Linked DNA regions of Triticum aestivum: regions 1 and 2 are each linked to region 3. The links are chromatin contacts, called in public Hi-C maps. All regions are on one chromosome and are shown on one strand. Each heading gives the region's core, a stretch centred on a gene start, on an enhancer-like site or on the middle of the called end of the contact. The rest is flanking DNA. Distances are from core to core; before and after follow the strand shown. Region 1 has its middle 60 kb from the start of LOC123099015. Region 2 has its middle 5.9 kb from the start of LOC123099016. Region 3 holds the start of LOC123099012 (TVP38/TMEM64 family membrane protein slr0305).

Region 1 (3,063 bases), core at 11-2,510, 270 kb before region 3:
CCGTGGTCACCACATGCCTAATGGGAAGCAAAGAAGTGTAAATATCCCTTCACAAGTTCTACCTCAGGTCTTGCTACTCGGACAGAAATGATAACTACATCAACTAAAAAGGTAAGTACACAAGTAGCGTGAATTTTCAATACTAGTAAAATCATGATTGTTTGCGACAAGTTGCAAAAATAATTACCTTATTCATTTGCGGATACCGGGTTTTTGTTACTAGTTAAATCTACCCGCAAAACAACTTATTATAACATAGTTCTTTCTTGACGGTAGGGATGGGCTAGTACACAGAGAATGTATCGACATTAATCTTGTTTCAAAAAACTCATTGAAACAAAGATGGCGGTCAAACGGTTTCAAAATCAGACATTCGGTTCAAAATATATGACCCTTTTTTGTTTGAAAAAGAAAACAGACACACTTATTGATGGGGGACTGAGATAATGAGTGTGGAATAAAAGGACTATTTCGCAAATGTGCCAGCTATCTTCAGCTATATCATCTCCCCTAGGTTTCTATCCAATGGCTCATTCATTTATCACGGGCGCATCTTGTGCATGAACCGGGCCGGTGCACCGATACGTTCCCCGGGTACACAAGCCATGGAAACCACTCGACGCAAGAACAAATGAGTGACAGTCATACATGTTGTCTATTTTTTGCGGGTGAAACAGCCATACATGCTGACAATGAGGGTGGCTCTCTCCAATAACACACAGCTAAACCACCTTTTCGTAAAATCTTTGCAACCACACTAGCTTAATTTGGGACTTTCTAGAACTCATGTGCCGATCACTAGATGTGCCAACCACAATATTGTGAGTTCTGGCTTGGATCTCATGGAACAAGTGGTAACTAACCGAACACGCCATAAACTTTTTCAAGCGAGACCATAAATCGCTTGAGGACAAGTCGTGAAAATAACTCGCTTCCACATATTATCCTTTTTTACAGTTTTTTTGGCCGTATTTTTTTTACAGTTTTTCTCACAAAATTTCACACTGTGCCGACACAGTACTCCCTCAACGGCAGTGCCACGGGAGAGAGGCCAGCAGCAGCAGGTACACAAGCCATGAAAGCCTCTGGATGTAGGAACAGAGGAGCAACTGTGGTGTCCCCGCAGCGAAGTTCTGGGTCCCCACCGCGGGGCCCACCTGGCAGGAGGCGTGGCCATGGCAGCGGCGGACAGCGTGGCAGTGTCGGCGCAGGCTCTCATTCCCTGCTATTAATTCCTCTGAGCTTAGCATTGCCAGCCGGGCCACCACCCTGTGGAGCCGGAATGCCAGTGACTGGTGGGTAAGGAAGCCAGTGCACGTAAGCCTATACTCAGGACAAAACTGCACGCTGCGGGCCGGGCCAGCTGTGCATGCAGGCCTGCAGCAGCGCGGAATGTGTATATCTTCCGCCGCGAGCGCGCACCATGTCACCCGCTGCGACGCGGGCCCAGACGACCACCTACCAGCCAGCGCACAGTGACTGCGCTCGCGCGGCTCCCAAGAAGCAAGTAGAGGATCAATTCCTTGGCTTATCTACGCTGCTGCTGCTGCTGCTGCCATTGTGTTTTGGAGCTAGGCGAAGGTGGCCGCAGCCCGCAGGCCAAGCATTTTTGTATAGAAAATATTTTAACTAGAGAACGAGAGACAATCAAGACAGATGCAAAAGTGAATGGGTGTTCTTTCATTAGGTGATTGAAGGTGTTTATACAAGTAGAAGGGATGCATTGAAGAGGCATCCGCTGGGAAGAGATGGCAGGAACCGACGCGAGGCAACTGCGTGCGGTTGGTACAAGGGGAGATTCCCTTATAATTAACACAAGTTAATTAAGCTTTAACAGAAAACATACACACAGGTTATGGGATCGTGGAGGATGCCTCAATCGGTCATGGGATCTCGCGGAGGAGGGTTTTTTTTCAGATAAACTTTCAATCTATTCATCATCTTTCAAGGTAGTACAAAGAAGACTGGAATTAAGCATTACATTCAGGTTTGTAGACCAACTAGCGACGACTACAAGTACTGCAGCGAGCCGAAGGCATGCCACCAACATCGTCCCTCCCTTGCTGAGGCCGAGCAAACCTTGTTGTAGTAGACAGCCGAGAAGTCGTTGTGCTAAGACCCAATAGGACCACCGCACCAGAACAGTAACCGCCGCCGATAAATAGAAGTGTAAAATGGAAGGATCCAAAGACACATGGAGACCGACGAATGAAGGCCAGATCCAAGTGGATCCACCGAAGATAAACACCGACCGAATCCCGCGAGATCCGCCGGAGACACATCTCCACATGGGACATCATCATGGGTTAGTTTACCTTGTGTCACGTCCTTGATATATATCTATCAAAATTCCAATCATTTTTCTCCACAACTATGAAATGATTGTTATATATCATAACCAGTACATAATTTAACATGTATTGTTTTGATTATGTTTTCTATCCGGCTAGTTTCTCTTTGCTATGCCCAATGCTTCTGCTATTTACAATCCATTGTTTTGTTGCAATAATAAGCAAGTAGAGTTGCCCTATGCTGGTATCCGGACTCAGAAGACGGGTTTGACTCGAATATCCAGTAAATTACAAAACACCCGAGAAGCTTTTCACTTCTGAGCAATTAAAACTCCCTAACGGGCACCCCGACCTTCAGTGCAGTAGGTACTACTCCCTCTGTAAACAAATATAAGACCATTTAGACCACTAGAGATAAAGGGCAATCCCACCGAGTCCAGAACGGAACCGGCGACCCCTCGTTGTCATCGTGTCACGGGCACCGTTGCAACTGTTTGATTCGGTGTACCCCTGCTCCTTGGCAGCCCTAGGGAGGAGAGAATGGCACGGCGCGGGTTCACATGAGGTGGAGGAGCTTGGCATGGCGATCCTCGAAGTGGAGGTGTGTGTGACTAATGGTCCACTCTTGAAAAGAAAACTAAGAGCATCTATAGCCAGGCGCCCCAAACCCGTCTCAAACGCTCGGGGTGACGACCCGGTCAGTGCCCGGTCGCAAAATAGGGCCCAGATGGGCTTCTCGAACGGGCCTCAAACGCCCGGATTGACCGACACC
Region 2 (2,976 bases), core at 40-2,539, 390 kb before region 3:
TCAGAAAGGCCAACCTGTCAGCTGCTCTTGCGACTGAAACTGACGAACCTTCTCTTGTAGAGTGGTGAGAGCGCACTTCCCTGCGCTTTAGAGATCAATCATTGCCCTTGTATGGTGGTTGATCTGGTTGAAGCGAAACACTAGGACTTTCAGAGCCATATCAGAGTAAATTGCAAAAAACCACCATAATTGTAGACCCTAAATCAAAAAACACCACGTTTCGTTTTTTTTGCAAAAAAAAAATCCGGTTTCTAGGTGATAGTTTGCAGAAAGCACTAATCGATCAGATCAACACTTGTTGATGCTAAATCTGACTAGTGGGTCCCTTCGTCAGTGCTGACGTGACACCAAAATCTCACGGTGTTTAGCCTGTACAAGAAGCTGCACATGGGACCCACACGTCAGCCTCTGTAGTTCTTCGTTACCCATAAGCGCTGCCGGGGGAAAAGAAGGTGCATCCGCATCCGACCGGCGCACCACCGGCTCCAGCACCGGCCTGCTTGTGAGCCTCCGCCTCGTCCCTCTCTGCTCCAGCGCGCGCCGCCTCCCGAGCTTGTCAACCACCGCGCCATGCGCACCGCCGCCGGGAAGAAGCCGTCCACCACCGTGCCATGGGCGCTGCCACTGGGAAGCCATCTACCGCCAGTGCTAGCGCGTCGCTGACCCTCGCCGACCTCGTCCGTTCACGGAGCCGCTCCAGTCAGCCTCCTCCACGCCGATCACCTCAAGCCCGAGCGTGCGCTGACGCTTGTCCACGCGACCACCGGAGCATCCTCGAGAGGCCGCCATGTCCTTCGTCCTCCCCATCCCGCGCTGTAATGGTTCGCTGAAGTAACTGGAGCAAAGCGACTCCAGGATGATGCCCTCCTTTCTTCATCTCCGGCCGGACGCCGTCGTTGATGAAATTTTCCGCTGCTGCTGCTTCCCTGATTCCTCCTACCTCGCCGTCGAGGTCCCAGATCAAGGCCACCTCCTCTCCCCTAGTTTCCCCCTTGTCCGCTTCCTCTATTGGTCGCCCTGCGGCCTCCCGAGCGCCATGGTTGAGAGGACGGGCTCGAGCTCCGCCCATTGCCCCGACTGCCCGTGCGCGCCCTGGTGCGGCGCAACCTCTCTGCTCGGCCTCCATAGCTCGGCCGCGCCACCTCACACTCGGTCGCCCTGGACGCATTCCTGCACCGCCGGCGACGGCGTTGTGCTCCTGCCGCTGGTTAGCTGGGCGGCCGGCGGGATGCCTGCTAGGTGTTTGTGGAAATTACTGAGACAGAGCAGGGGTTGACTGGGTCACCTAATGTCCGTCTCCTCGCGCTCTGTTTGGCCTTGTGCCACGTCGATCTGACAACGGGATCCACCTGTCAGATTCAGCGTCAAGCGGCTCTAATCGATTGATCAGTGCTTTCGGTAAGCTGTCAGCACAATGCCGGTGGGTTTTTACAAAAAAAGAAACGTGGTGGTTTTTTGATTTAGGGTCCACAATTGTGATGGTTTTTTTTGCAATTTACTCGCCATATCATGAACTCAAGCTATCTTCGCCAAGCTGATGATGGAAGCTAGCCTATGGGTGAGCACGGGCAGAACGTATGTTCAAGCGTTGGTCCACACACCCTTTTAGCCTGACTAACCGTCTCTCCATTGATTTTCGTTCTTCTTCTTTTTTTTTTCGAAACGGATTTTCGTTCTTCTTTTGATTTCCTTAGTTACCATCGATGTAACTGTCTCACTTTTCTAATCGGAATGAAAGCAGCTCCGACTGCATTTCGTAAAAAGAATGTTGTAGAATTTTAGTGGTAGACCAGGGAAGCACATTATGGACCCAATCATCTAATTCTTTTTGTTTTTAAGTACTCGTTCCACATTATTATTTTATTTTTCTATGGGACCACAATAATTATTTGTCACCGAGTGATGAGACAATGTTGATTCCTGCCAACCAAATGTGATATTTGTGTGGGCTCGAATTTTGAGATTGGAAGCCGTGATTTGTGTTGTCAGATCAACAGCAAACAAACTCTATCTAATGTTCTCGCATTGAAAAAAGAACTGATTTTTGCCAAACTCAACTTTTTTTTGCGAGAATACCAAACTCATTTCGTATTTGCTTGAGGTAGTGATCACTCATGCACAAATCATTTTTTACCAGGGGAGTGTAGGTGAAACATACATTTTTCTCCTTGGCATTCATAAGAAGTTACCATTTTTTACACATTTTTACTACCTTTGATATTGCTGGAGTCGAGACATTACCATAAACATCATACTGTTGTATATTAAGTCAAACATATTGCGAGAACAATTTTTATTGACAATGACACACGCATATTGTTGTAAAAATTAATGTTTAACTAAACACATTGCTTAAAAAATCAAATAACATGAACACATCAAAAGCAAAAACATGCAAAAAAAAATCACTGAAAATGTTGCATAAATATTCAAATGTAACCACAACGCATCCTTGTCCACGCTATTAAGTAAACTAAATATATTATATTATCCAGAAAAACATATTTGATTATATTTTATAATTGTAAGCATGCTCGATTTGTGTGGGTGCTAGTTGATTTCAACGGCCCACCGACATTAATTAGTGGAGCCTGATGATAGGTGTACATTAATTGTTACAAAAATATTGCATCTACATGCACATGCTTGCATTTGGATTGTGAACATACTCGCCTTTTCTGGGTAATAACCAATTTATGAATAGCCAATTTCTCGCCTTTTCTATACGTTCAATTTCTATATGTTCACAATATGTGCGCTCAAACTGTGAATAAATTGGCTATTATAAGGGCACATATCAAAAGTATTACAATCAGCTCGCCTTTTCTATATGTTCAATGAGATATCAAAACACTATTAGTCGAATAATAGTTGTTTTCTGCAAAATGGGACAAATTGCTAGTAGAAGAAACATATTAAAATATGAAAATACGAATAAGTATACCACTGTAAAGAAAGATATATATATATGCTGGT
Region 3 (2,848 bases), core at 248-2,747:
TCGCTCAATCATGATATTCAAAGTAGCATTGGATGTAACATGCTAATGTAAGTAAGATTCCCAAACTGGATACATCATTAGATCCTTCTCAAAGCAAAACTTAAGAGTAATGTGACTCATATCCTAGTCCAAGTAGGAATGGAGATCTGTGCTACAAGGATTCCTAAATGAATCCTGGGCTCATGAGACACCTGTTATCTTCAAAACCATGGTACCCGGGCACAGGGAACCCAACCAACAACCGAAAGGAAAATAAGATCATATAATCTGAAGCCAATATCAGAATGTAACATGCTCATAAGTTGCCTGAATTATGCTAGAACCTCAGTCACCTTTTTAAGCCCTTGGACCAAGATCCGACCATTTTCATCCAAAATCCCAACCTCACCCCACATATCAAACTAAGAACTGCAGATACATGTTTGCTGAAATTGCAAACTTACAATGTCTATGAGATGTGCAATTTTTAAGGAAACCAAGATTTACGGAAACTTTGGACAACCGAGGATGAGGAAAAAGATGACATAAACCAAGCGTAAGATCGTTAGGTACTAAGAATCTGAAAAGGATCGCTCCTCTTTGCTGTCATTCCTCCTAAGTTCCGAATGCATGGGTCATATTGAAACATAGCTGGTGCACGGGATTAGGCTGGTAGTAACAGGTAGCAATCCCATGCCCCACAGCTCTAATCAATGGTGGGTGGGCGGCAGCGTGAAATGATCCCCATCCCGGAGCCACCGCCCAGACAGACAGCGGTGGATGGCCAGCTGCAGGAGCAGAGTGAGCAGCAGCAGGTGGGGTGGGGTGGGGGGCCAGTATGCCAGACGAGAACCACACAAAAATCTTAGTACTAGTAGTACTTCGTTTATTTAATCACTACTTTATCATTTTTGTTCCAACAAACTAGTAACAAAGGTGGATGGGAATAATAACCAAAGAATAATAGCAAAGCAAGATGACCCCGTTTCCGCTCGCTTGGAAGGCGGCCTCGAGATGGGTAGTAGCTACAGCGAAAGTAAGCCACGATTTGGCGTACCTAAACCTATGTTTGGGGCAGTAACAAGGGAATAACAGATTGATAAACCTCCGAACGGGAATCTGGCCGCGACCTAACTGCTTACCACCCAAGCCCTGACGCCTAGAGGAGACGAGCCTCTCGCCGGAATCGCTCGCCCAAAAATGAAAATCCGAGCAGGAAAAAATCAATAAAAGCAGCCGAGACCGCGGCGGCTGGAGAGAGGAGAGGTGCGCGCTCGCTACCTGGGTGCCTCCCCGGGCTCAATGTCAAGAGGGAGCACGCGCGCCATGCCGAGGGCGGAGATCGATCCAGAGCTTTGCTTCTTCCTCCTCCCCTTCTCCGTCGCTTCTGGAAGCTCGCGGCGGAGGGGAACAATGAAAGCGGCAAAGGGAGGGGGGAGAGGGGAAAAGAGAGAGCGCGTACTGCGAATGCGAAACAAAAAGCAAAAGGCAAAAATGCTGGGCGGGGCCGGGGAAAGTACCTGAATGCCCCGCACTATTGGGGGTTGGACCGGTTGGTTAGCCCACGTGGACGGCGGGACGAAACTGCCCCTGCCCTCGGGGAAGCGGAATATTCGACGGGGTGCGACTCGTGTCTCTGGCGCGGCGGGTCCACCCAGGGAGCCGAGCTGCGGAGGTCCTCGTGCCGACTGCCGTGCCGCTCGCTCGTGAAATTCGAGTTTCCCACCACGTGACACGTATCACGCCGTGAGTCGTAACACGCCGATGAATGAATCTGTTTTGACCAGTAGCTGGGACTTTTCTTTTGCCTCTAGAAATTCTTTTCTTTTTACTACTCCTTCTGTAAACTAATAATATAAGAGCGTTTAGATCACTGCTCCTTCTGTAAACTAATATAAGAGTATTTGTTTAGATCATTAATGTAGTGGTCTAAACGCTTTTATATTAGTGTACGGAGGAAGTACCATTTTCAGTGCTGCTTACGGTATCTGGTTCCTGGTACGTTTGTCGCACCTTGGCTGCGGACTTTGAAGACGAACGATATATGCGAGAATAATACGGTCGAGAGTTGACAACTGCAACTCGCTTCCTTGTGTTCAAAGGCACTACTAGTATATCTCATGCCTTGGATAACATGCTTTATAATCTTCTGGTTTGATCGGTCAATAGTTTGCATTTTGCAGCAACGCGGTAGATTATTTTATTATTTTCTTCAATTGCTAAAGGCCAGTGCTATGCGCCAGTCAGCCAGCCCAATTTTCGATCGGTCGCTCCCAGCTCGTTGGATGCCCTCTCCTGTAGCCGTAGCCGTCAGATCAAAGCGACACACCCCCTTTTGTTGGTTTCTTCCAACCCACGCTCATCCCCTGCACGCCGCGGGTACCTAAACTCTCGCAAAAATTAGCCGCGCCCCTAAGTTGGCTGTCCACCATAGCAGCCTCCAGCGTCGTGATTGTAAGCATTCCCTGTGGCTGCCCACCGTGCCGCCGTCTTGAACGCCTTCGCGGCACGTCGACGGTTGCCGCAGCTGTAACGTCGTGGGTTGCCAGCACTCATCTCTGCTGGTCCCAGCATTTAGTGGGCGTGGATGCAGCATCCGGTGGCCACGGGTCCAGCGCGTGGTGGTCATTGATGCAGCATCCGAGAGTCGTCATGGATGCAGCATCCGAGAGTCGTCATGGTAGCATCCGGGGATTACGGTTCCAGCAATCCGCCTACCAGTTCCATCACCTCTCGTGGCGCCGTCCCCGCGCGGGTAAGAGCATCACGGTGGAGGGTTGTAGCATTTGTCGTCGCCGGTTGCAGCCGTCGACATCGAACGACAATGGTCGTCGTTGCCGCACACTGGTCGTAGCAACATGACGTGTCG

Evidence for each region. Hi-C and Micro-C count contacts between places; a contact is called where the count stands out from the background.
Region 1: a Hi-C map of leaf shows a contact between it and region 3, with 3 times the contacts expected there. The contact joins the enhancer-like site here to the promoter of LOC123099012 in region 3. A contact is called at or near these places in 2 of 5 Hi-C or Micro-C datasets (both in leaf).
Region 2: a Hi-C map of leaf shows a contact between it and region 3, with 4 times the contacts expected there. The contact joins the enhancer-like site here to the promoter of LOC123099012 in region 3. A contact is called at or near these places in 2 of 5 Hi-C or Micro-C datasets (both in leaf).

What each region holds. Positions count from the first base shown.
Region 1 is chr4D:499,241,543-499,244,605 of IWGSC CS RefSeq v2.1, reverse strand. No RefSeq gene overlaps it. Among protein-coding and RNA genes, the nearest start is that of LOC123099015, 60 kb to the right of the region's middle. Within about 2 kb of position 1,260, at least 7 of the 8 cell types and tissues checked have an H3K27ac peak or open chromatin away from gene starts, as enhancers often do. A contact at or near this core is called in leaf, where this site is marked.
Region 2 is chr4D:499,363,449-499,366,424 of IWGSC CS RefSeq v2.1, reverse strand. No RefSeq gene overlaps it. Among protein-coding and RNA genes, the nearest start is that of LOC123099016, 5.9 kb to the left of the region's middle. Within about 2 kb of position 1,289, at least 7 of the 8 cell types and tissues checked have an H3K27ac peak or open chromatin away from gene starts, as enhancers often do. A contact at or near this core is called in leaf, where this site is marked.
Region 3 is chr4D:498,972,039-498,974,886 of IWGSC CS RefSeq v2.1, reverse strand. It overlaps LOC123099012 (TVP38/TMEM64 family membrane protein slr0305), which reads right to left and starts at 1,497. Exons shown (of 5, transcript XM_044521120.1): 1 at 1,261-1,497. The coding sequence starts at 1,307.